Linked DNA regions of Cricetulus griseus: region 1 is linked to region 2. The links are chromatin contacts, called in public Hi-C maps. All regions are on one chromosome and are shown on one strand. The core of a region is the stretch at or near the end of the contact, and the rest is flanking DNA. Distances in the headings are between cores, read along the strand shown. Region 1 overlaps R3hcc1l (coiled-coil domain-containing protein R3HCC1L). Region 2 has its middle 42 kb from the start of Loxl4.

Evidence for each region. A called contact is a pair of places that touch in the nucleus more often than the background predicts.
Region 1: a contact with region 2 is called in a Hi-C map of the CHO-K1 cell line, with 4 times the contacts expected there. The contact joins two enhancer-like sites. A contact is called at or near these places in 2 of 8 Hi-C or Micro-C datasets (both in the CHO-K1 cell line).

The regions. Positions count from the first base shown.
Region 1 is chr3:19,020,422-19,024,008 of CriGri-PICRH-1.0, reverse strand. The region is part of intron 2 of R3hcc1l (coiled-coil domain-containing protein R3HCC1L); the gene reads left to right. Among named protein-coding and RNA genes, the nearest start is that of R3hcc1l, 25 kb to the left of the region's middle. Within about 2 kb of position 2,333, at least 1 of the 6 cell types and tissues checked has open chromatin away from gene starts, as enhancers often do. A contact at or near this core is called in the CHO-K1 cell line, where this site is marked.
Region 2 is chr3:18,901,368-18,904,674 of CriGri-PICRH-1.0, reverse strand. No RefSeq gene overlaps it. Among named protein-coding and RNA genes, the nearest start is that of Loxl4, 42 kb to the left of the region's middle. Within about 2 kb of position 1,709, at least 2 of the 6 cell types and tissues checked have open chromatin away from gene starts, as enhancers often do. A contact at or near this core is called in the CHO-K1 cell line, where this site is marked.

The DNA.
Region 1 (3,587 bases), core at 1,084-3,583, 120 kb before region 2:
CATGTTCTAGCAGTTCTTAGATGGGGTAGATGTTGGGACGGGCAGACTCAAAGCCCTGGATCTGGGCCTGGGTGGTAGTTGAGTTGGTTAGCTTTCCTGTGCCATCGTGATCATCTTTACTGCTTTGCCCAGGTGAGGGGCAGGGCCAGCTGTCTTGCCTGTGGCAGCTGGACCATCTTTTTCATTCACACCTTCAGGGCCAGCTCTCCAGCACTGCCCTGGAGAGGGGTAAGGTCAGTTTTCCTATGCCCACACACCAGGGCTACCTCTACTGCTCTACTGGTCTACTGCGACACCCAGGCTGTAGCTAGTGAGGGGTGGGGCCATCTTTCCTACTCTCAGGGACAGTTCTCCTTGCCATAGTGAGAGAGCATCTCTCTTTTGCCCACACCACTGTAAGACCTACAATGAGGGCTAACTCTCCTGAGCTCCCATCCTCAGCTACTTCACCTCCGTTCCCACCACCAAGGCCAGCTCTACTTTGCTGCCCAAGTGCTCAGAGCCGTGGAGGGCTGTGGCCAGCTCTGCGTAGTCCTTGAACATCAACATGACCCTAAGCGGCAGCCCAGACCAGGGGTATCTACATGGCCATTGGTGGTAACCTGGGTCATGGACATTGGCCCAGACCTCTTGTGCTGCAGGGCCATGGACCCAGACATGACCCTCAGCAGCAGCATGGGCTGGGACATCTCCATGGTTCAGGTGGCAGCCCAGGCTACTCAGATTGGGCTGTTCCTCACCACCATGGCATCTCCTATTGCACTTCTCGTTCTCTACCATTTTTCCACCACATACTTGCTAATTAACCATGGTGATGCCCAAGCTGCCATAACTGGAGGTGGAGGGTGGGCCTTGGTTCTTATTTGGTGTCTCTTACATTCAGCCCACCACTACGAAGTGCTGGAATCTCATTCTGAATTGAAATTGGTCTCCATTGGCTTCTTTATAAGTTACCAGGCCTCTTTTTGGCATGGAGTCAATCCTACTTATTATTATTGTCTCTCAGAAGTTTTCCTCACGAGCCAAACGCTAAGCTCCGTGAAAGCTAGAAACTCATCTGCCATGTTCCCCAATGCCAAGAAGAGGGTTTGGCCCAGCATCAATACTGGTGTCCGCCATCATGTGTCTGATTCCGCCTCTTTCAATAGAGTTCACCACTATGTTTTTCTATCTTTCCTACCTCCCCTTCACGTATTTGTTCTTTGTAGTGGTGTTCTGTGGTCATTTAGAGCAGTGTGGAGAGGTAGGTTGGAAATTCTGGAGTGCAGTAGTAACACTTTCTAGCCACCAGAGGGGGAAGTCAGTCAGTCATCTAATGCTTTGTTTCTGACCAGAATGTGTATCATTCATGAAAATGAAAGGGGCACGTTTCACCCATATCCTTGACCATTTAGGGTGAGTTGTAGGGCCTCTTGCTTTCTGATTCTTCAGTTTCTTGTTTTCTATGTTCTTGATAAAACTGGGACAAATTAAGAGTGTGGAGATTGTCAGGGCTTTATCTGATTTTATTCTCTTAACATAGTTAATGACTCCCCGACAACCAGTGCTCATCTTGGATGGGAAGCACAATAGTAATGTCACCAGGTTTGGGCCTTTGTGGTCACTTCCCTTATTCAAACACACACAGTGTTCACCCCATGGCCTCTCTCCTGTTGAAATGCCAATGGTGAAAATGAAATGTCTCAAGGAAGATAGCAGAGGGAGCATGGCATTTATAAGTAGGTCCCAGCCTCTTATCGATGTTTAATATTTCTGTAGCCATGGGCATACATAATGGGATCTGAGCTGAGCATGGTGGCGCATGCCTTTAATCCCAGCACTCATGAGGCAGAGGCAGGTGGATCTCTGTGTTCGACACTAGCCTGATTTACATATTGAGTTCCAGGCCAGCCAGGGTTACTGCATAGGGAGACCCTGTCTCAAAAATAAAACAAAACAAAATCCTTGATCTTTTCTCAAAAACAAAACAATAAAATCCTTGGACCTTTGGTATCTTTATTTGAAATATTAGGTTGCTTATTTTTAACCTACTTGATCTTTTTGCAGTAGTGCATAATTCTGTAGATATTCTTAATATTTCTGTGAAAGACAATACTGTTCTTAAATAGAACACTATAGCAAAGGAACATATTTTAAATATAGTGCATTGTTTTGGTAAAAAGAGCTGTTGGTGATTTTGAAGGCATAAGTACTGAAGACAGACAGTTGCCACTCTAGTGAGACATCTGCTTACCCCACAAAAAGATAAATAAATGACCTGAGCATAGGTTCAAAGCAGCACCAGTTCAGTCACCAGTTGAAAGACTAGGAGCCAGGTCATCCTGAGTGGGTGCAGGGGGGTTGATGGTGAGTCATTTAGAGATTATTTGGGAATGAATAAACACAGAAAAAGATTTGTGAGCTCTAGGATTCCATATCACAAAGATGATGTCACATTCTATTTTTTCTAGCCATAAAAGTGGAATTAATTTTGATACAGAGTTCAGTTGTATGACTCTTGAGTTTCTGGAGAGCCAAGGGTAACGTGGAAGGAACAAAGGCAGGCATGGACTCTTAAGTAGCCAGATAATTGTACGATGGTTATAAGTCTACAGAACAAATGGATACAGACATGTGCTTGTGAGAGCAAGCAAGGATTAGGATTTAACAATTTGATATGCAAATAAGAGAATAGAGGCTGGACAAGCAGACTAGATACATACAACGTTTTAGAATTCTTTGTAAGACAGGATTTTAATCTGTCCTTGCTTTAATGAGCATTCTTGGTGTTGGTATACTTGGTAGGTCCAAAACTCCACATGTTTGGGGCTATTGATGGCATCACTGACAAACTGTAGGTGGTTTGATGGTTCTAATAGTTTCACACTCCACTGGATACACATATTCACAGATCTGCTCACCACTGCTGCAGAGTTCATTTCCCAGAAATGAACTGGCTAGTAAAAATTTTGGCAAGCGAGTCAGCTTTTCAAGTACTGCTAGGAATAGAGCCCAGCTGTTCCCTTTGGGCTTTGAGCTGTTGGAATTCATTGTGTTAGCAGCTAGAAAGAATCAAACTGTGGCATTTTTAGCCTAGTTCATGACAGCAAAGCAGAGGTGTTAAGATTTCTGTTTTAGAGGTTTATACTGCAAGTAACTTAACCTGATTGTGTGTCTTAATATTACTGGGCTTCTGACCGCTGAAATATGGCTTGGATCGATGGTGGTTTGGAGAAAGTAGAAAGAGGGCTATCCATCATTCAGAGGCTCCATAGAAGCTGGCTGATAATGCTGCTTTCACCAAGCAGCCATCTGTCCATCCATCCATCAGTAGGATGAAATGAGATTTAGCGGAACAGGCAGCCGTAACTCTGAGACACTTTCTAACCAACAATTGTAGCTCTGGCCTGAGTCTGACCACAAAACACAGCACTGGGGTTTGGCGGGATGTGGCGCTAAGGGCAGTCTCCTTCCCGTCACTGCCAGCCTACAGTATTCAACCTTCCTTCCTATACAAAATTTGGTTACACTTGGGATTATGACATATTCTTTCTCTTTGAGCTCCAGATAATTTTTTCAAGTTAAGCTAAGGTTTTTGTGGAGAATAT
Region 2 (3,307 bases), core at 460-2,959:
GAACCCTGTGCTTGGAATCTGGGCTCCACTTCCCGTCCCAACCTTACTGTTTCTGAGCTGTACAACTTTGGGGAAATCACTGCTCATCTCTGACTCACTGTTTTCTGGGTGATAAAATGAAGATGCCCAAAGGCACTCCACCAGGACCGGCGTCAGAGCACAGGGTCAGCCAGCATTGACCGGAAACCCTAAATAGTTGCTCTTCCATGACAATTTCCTGGCTCACCTTCATTTCAAAATAGCAACTGACCTTGAAAACTGACCTCTTTTCTTTCTCTGCCTCTCTCAGTCCGTCGCTCATTCCCAGTGTGGTCTCTGAGTTTCATCATCCTTCATTAGAAAGTTGAGGCTTTTACACAACCCACAGGGCTGTGTGAGGACAGAATGATGTATAGCACCTGCTGGCAGGCTCACACATAGAGCATGCTCAGTGGAGGCCACTTCGGTTAGAAGAAGGCGGAACATACCCTGGTCGTAGGGCTGGGCTAGAAACAAGCTGAATCTCCAGATAGGAGGTCACATCCAGCTATCCCTTGTGGGGTACCAAGACTGGGTGAGCAGAATCAGAGAAAAACCTTATTATGTAGAGTAACTGAGGCCACAGTGCCTGAGCTATGGGATTGTTATGAGTGTTTGCCTGGCTTCTACTGGTAGAGTTCGATTTAAATCTCCCAGGCATTGTTGATTGGCCTGTGCCCTTTTTCAAAGGACCTGCTGGTGGGGTACACCTTGACTGAAATTGTAGGGGTGATCCTGGTCCCATCTTGTGTGTGGTGACTTTATGCCTGCTCCAAATTATGCAGTGGGAGAAGACCACCAGCCAACCCTCAACAAGGCAGAAATCAGGATCCCGACGGGCTTCAGGATCTGTCCTCCCTTACTGATCATCTCCCAGAGCCTGGGAATCTGGAAGCAGAGCCCAAGGTCTCATGCTCCTTGACAGAATCATGCTACCCACAGTGTAAGAATGCCTTGCTTGGGTGTGGCTCCTGAGTCCCTGGTTGGTTCTTGTTCAGGTTTGTCTCTCTCTGAGTGGGATGCATAGGAGGGACATGTCATGTGAGCTACTCTTCAAACCGAAGCACTTCTGAGAGCAGAATGGAGTTGTGTTTCTAAATACAAGGGACAACAGATGTGAGCAAGACAGATTGGAGTATTGTCCCTTGAATTCTAAGCCATGGCTGAAGACTGCAGATAGGGGCCAGGACTCAGCTGTTGTCACCTGCAGGGCCCTCCCAAGCCCCAGGCTGGGTGCAGTTGCAGGAGCAGCAACAGTAACTGCACACAGACCACAGTGTGAGCCCTTCCCATGGGGAGTCCATGTGCCACACCAGATGCCCAGACACACTCCTGGGCTTCTGCCCAGGAACAACACTAGCCATCTCTGGATGGCAGAGTGGTTGTGTGTGGTCTACAAAGTTCTGTGACCTTCTTCTGCTCATTTGTTCTTTCTGATATTTTCAAGAGGAAGGCATCAAGACACCCATTGCATAGACAAGGAAACTGAGGCCCAGAAACAAGAATCTGTCCCAAATCCCACATCTACCAGGTGACTGAGTGGGTCATCTGAGCTGATTCAGGCCTTCATCTCACTTCTCCAGCATCCCCTACTTCCTGTGGGCCAGAGACTCAGGCTGAAGCCTGAGTTGAGCTCGGGGAATGGAAGTGGACTCGGGTGATGAGGATTATGAATTATTTGCTGAAACCTCAGGGTGAGTAAGAGGCACGCTGTGGTTATGACTCCGTGCAAACACCTTCCCTCAAGGGGAGACCTCATACACTGGGCCAGCAGTGCAAGAGACACATAATTCCAGTCACTGGGGCCAATGTTCTGGAATCTTCCTTGGCATTTACAGTGATGGGCTGGTAAAAGTTTCTATTTCCTTTTCCACATTCTCCAATCCTTTGGGTTCGACTTGTCTCCATTATTTGCCCAGCATCTTTGAAGTGTCACAAGGAAAGGGATTGATACTGAGCAAGCCCCTACTGTGTGTCTAACACACTTTCTCCTGAGATCCTCCATGTGAGTCTAGCAGGTCACAGAACTCAGGTTCCAGATGAGGGACAGTCTGTGATATGTCCAGGTCACTCATTCAGCAAGAAAGAGTCAGGTCTTGGACTGAGTGTGACTGGTGGCTCCCCATCCCCATCAGTGTGAGTTTCATTGGGAATACTCAGCAACACAGCTCAACAGGCGAGCTTGTTCTACAAGCCTGACTGCCTTTGTTTGCCCCATGTAAAAGTAGGAGAAAAACCAGGCTCTACCGAGTTACCCTCTGACCTCCACATTTGTGTTATTGTACCCTACCCCCAACCCATCAATCATAAATGAAGCAAAAAAAAAAAAATAAATGAAGCCAGACACACCTTGGGCTGGAAGATTAAGTCACATTTAATTGAGCCAAAGGTAGAAACTGTCCCAAGAACATGAAGGACCCTTGAGGACCTTAAAATGTACTTTTAGGGTTTCAAGAACAAAGTTCAAGGGCAAACATCCATGAAAGGAATTTTAGCATTAAGTAACATTCAAAAGTTTTTATTGCTACCTTCTTAGAGCCAGATATGTGTAGGTATGGGGAATGCAGTAAGACAGACTCGGAACTCTAGAGATGGGGACATGGCACTTCTGGTGCCGCCTTCCTGCCGCCCTCATGCCACTGTGGTAGAAGAAGAGTTCTCTGATGAAGTTGTCAAGCATAACTGGGAGGCATTGCTTCCAGAGCCTTCTTTTAGAGTTCACTTTTCTGAATTTGTTTGGCAATGGTCTCCCCCCTCAGCACCCTCTTGCCTGCCCCTGGGGAGTGTTTGTTGACATCCTGGGAACAGTCCATGGAGCCCTTTCAGCCTATAGGCAGTTCTGTGGTGAGCGGGTGGCCTGGCAGGCAGAGGAACATGCCCTCTTTTTTCCGGGGACCTTCAGGCTGTGCTGTGGGGGCTGCCGATGCCTCTCTTTGCTCTCTTGGACAGAAAATGTGTTTGCTGCAGCTAGGACCTAACTTGGCTGCTTTCTCAAAACGGGTGTCTTTCCAAATTGGGGGATTACTCAAACCTCTCAGCCTTTGAGCTAGAGGGATCCCTCGGGTCAGCAAACAAGTGTTCAGGCACGTGAGTGCAGCGTGGCTTTCCTAACACGTGCAGGAGCAGCTTCCAGCAGGAGACTGGTGCTGCCTGAATTCTAATCAGAAGAACACACTGGAAAACAACAGAGGAGGGCCCTTTGCCTGCAGCACACAGGCCTGGAGCACAGGACACTGCTGTCCTCTGTGTTGAGCTCTCGATGCCAGGAGCCAGACTCCCAGCGTTCATG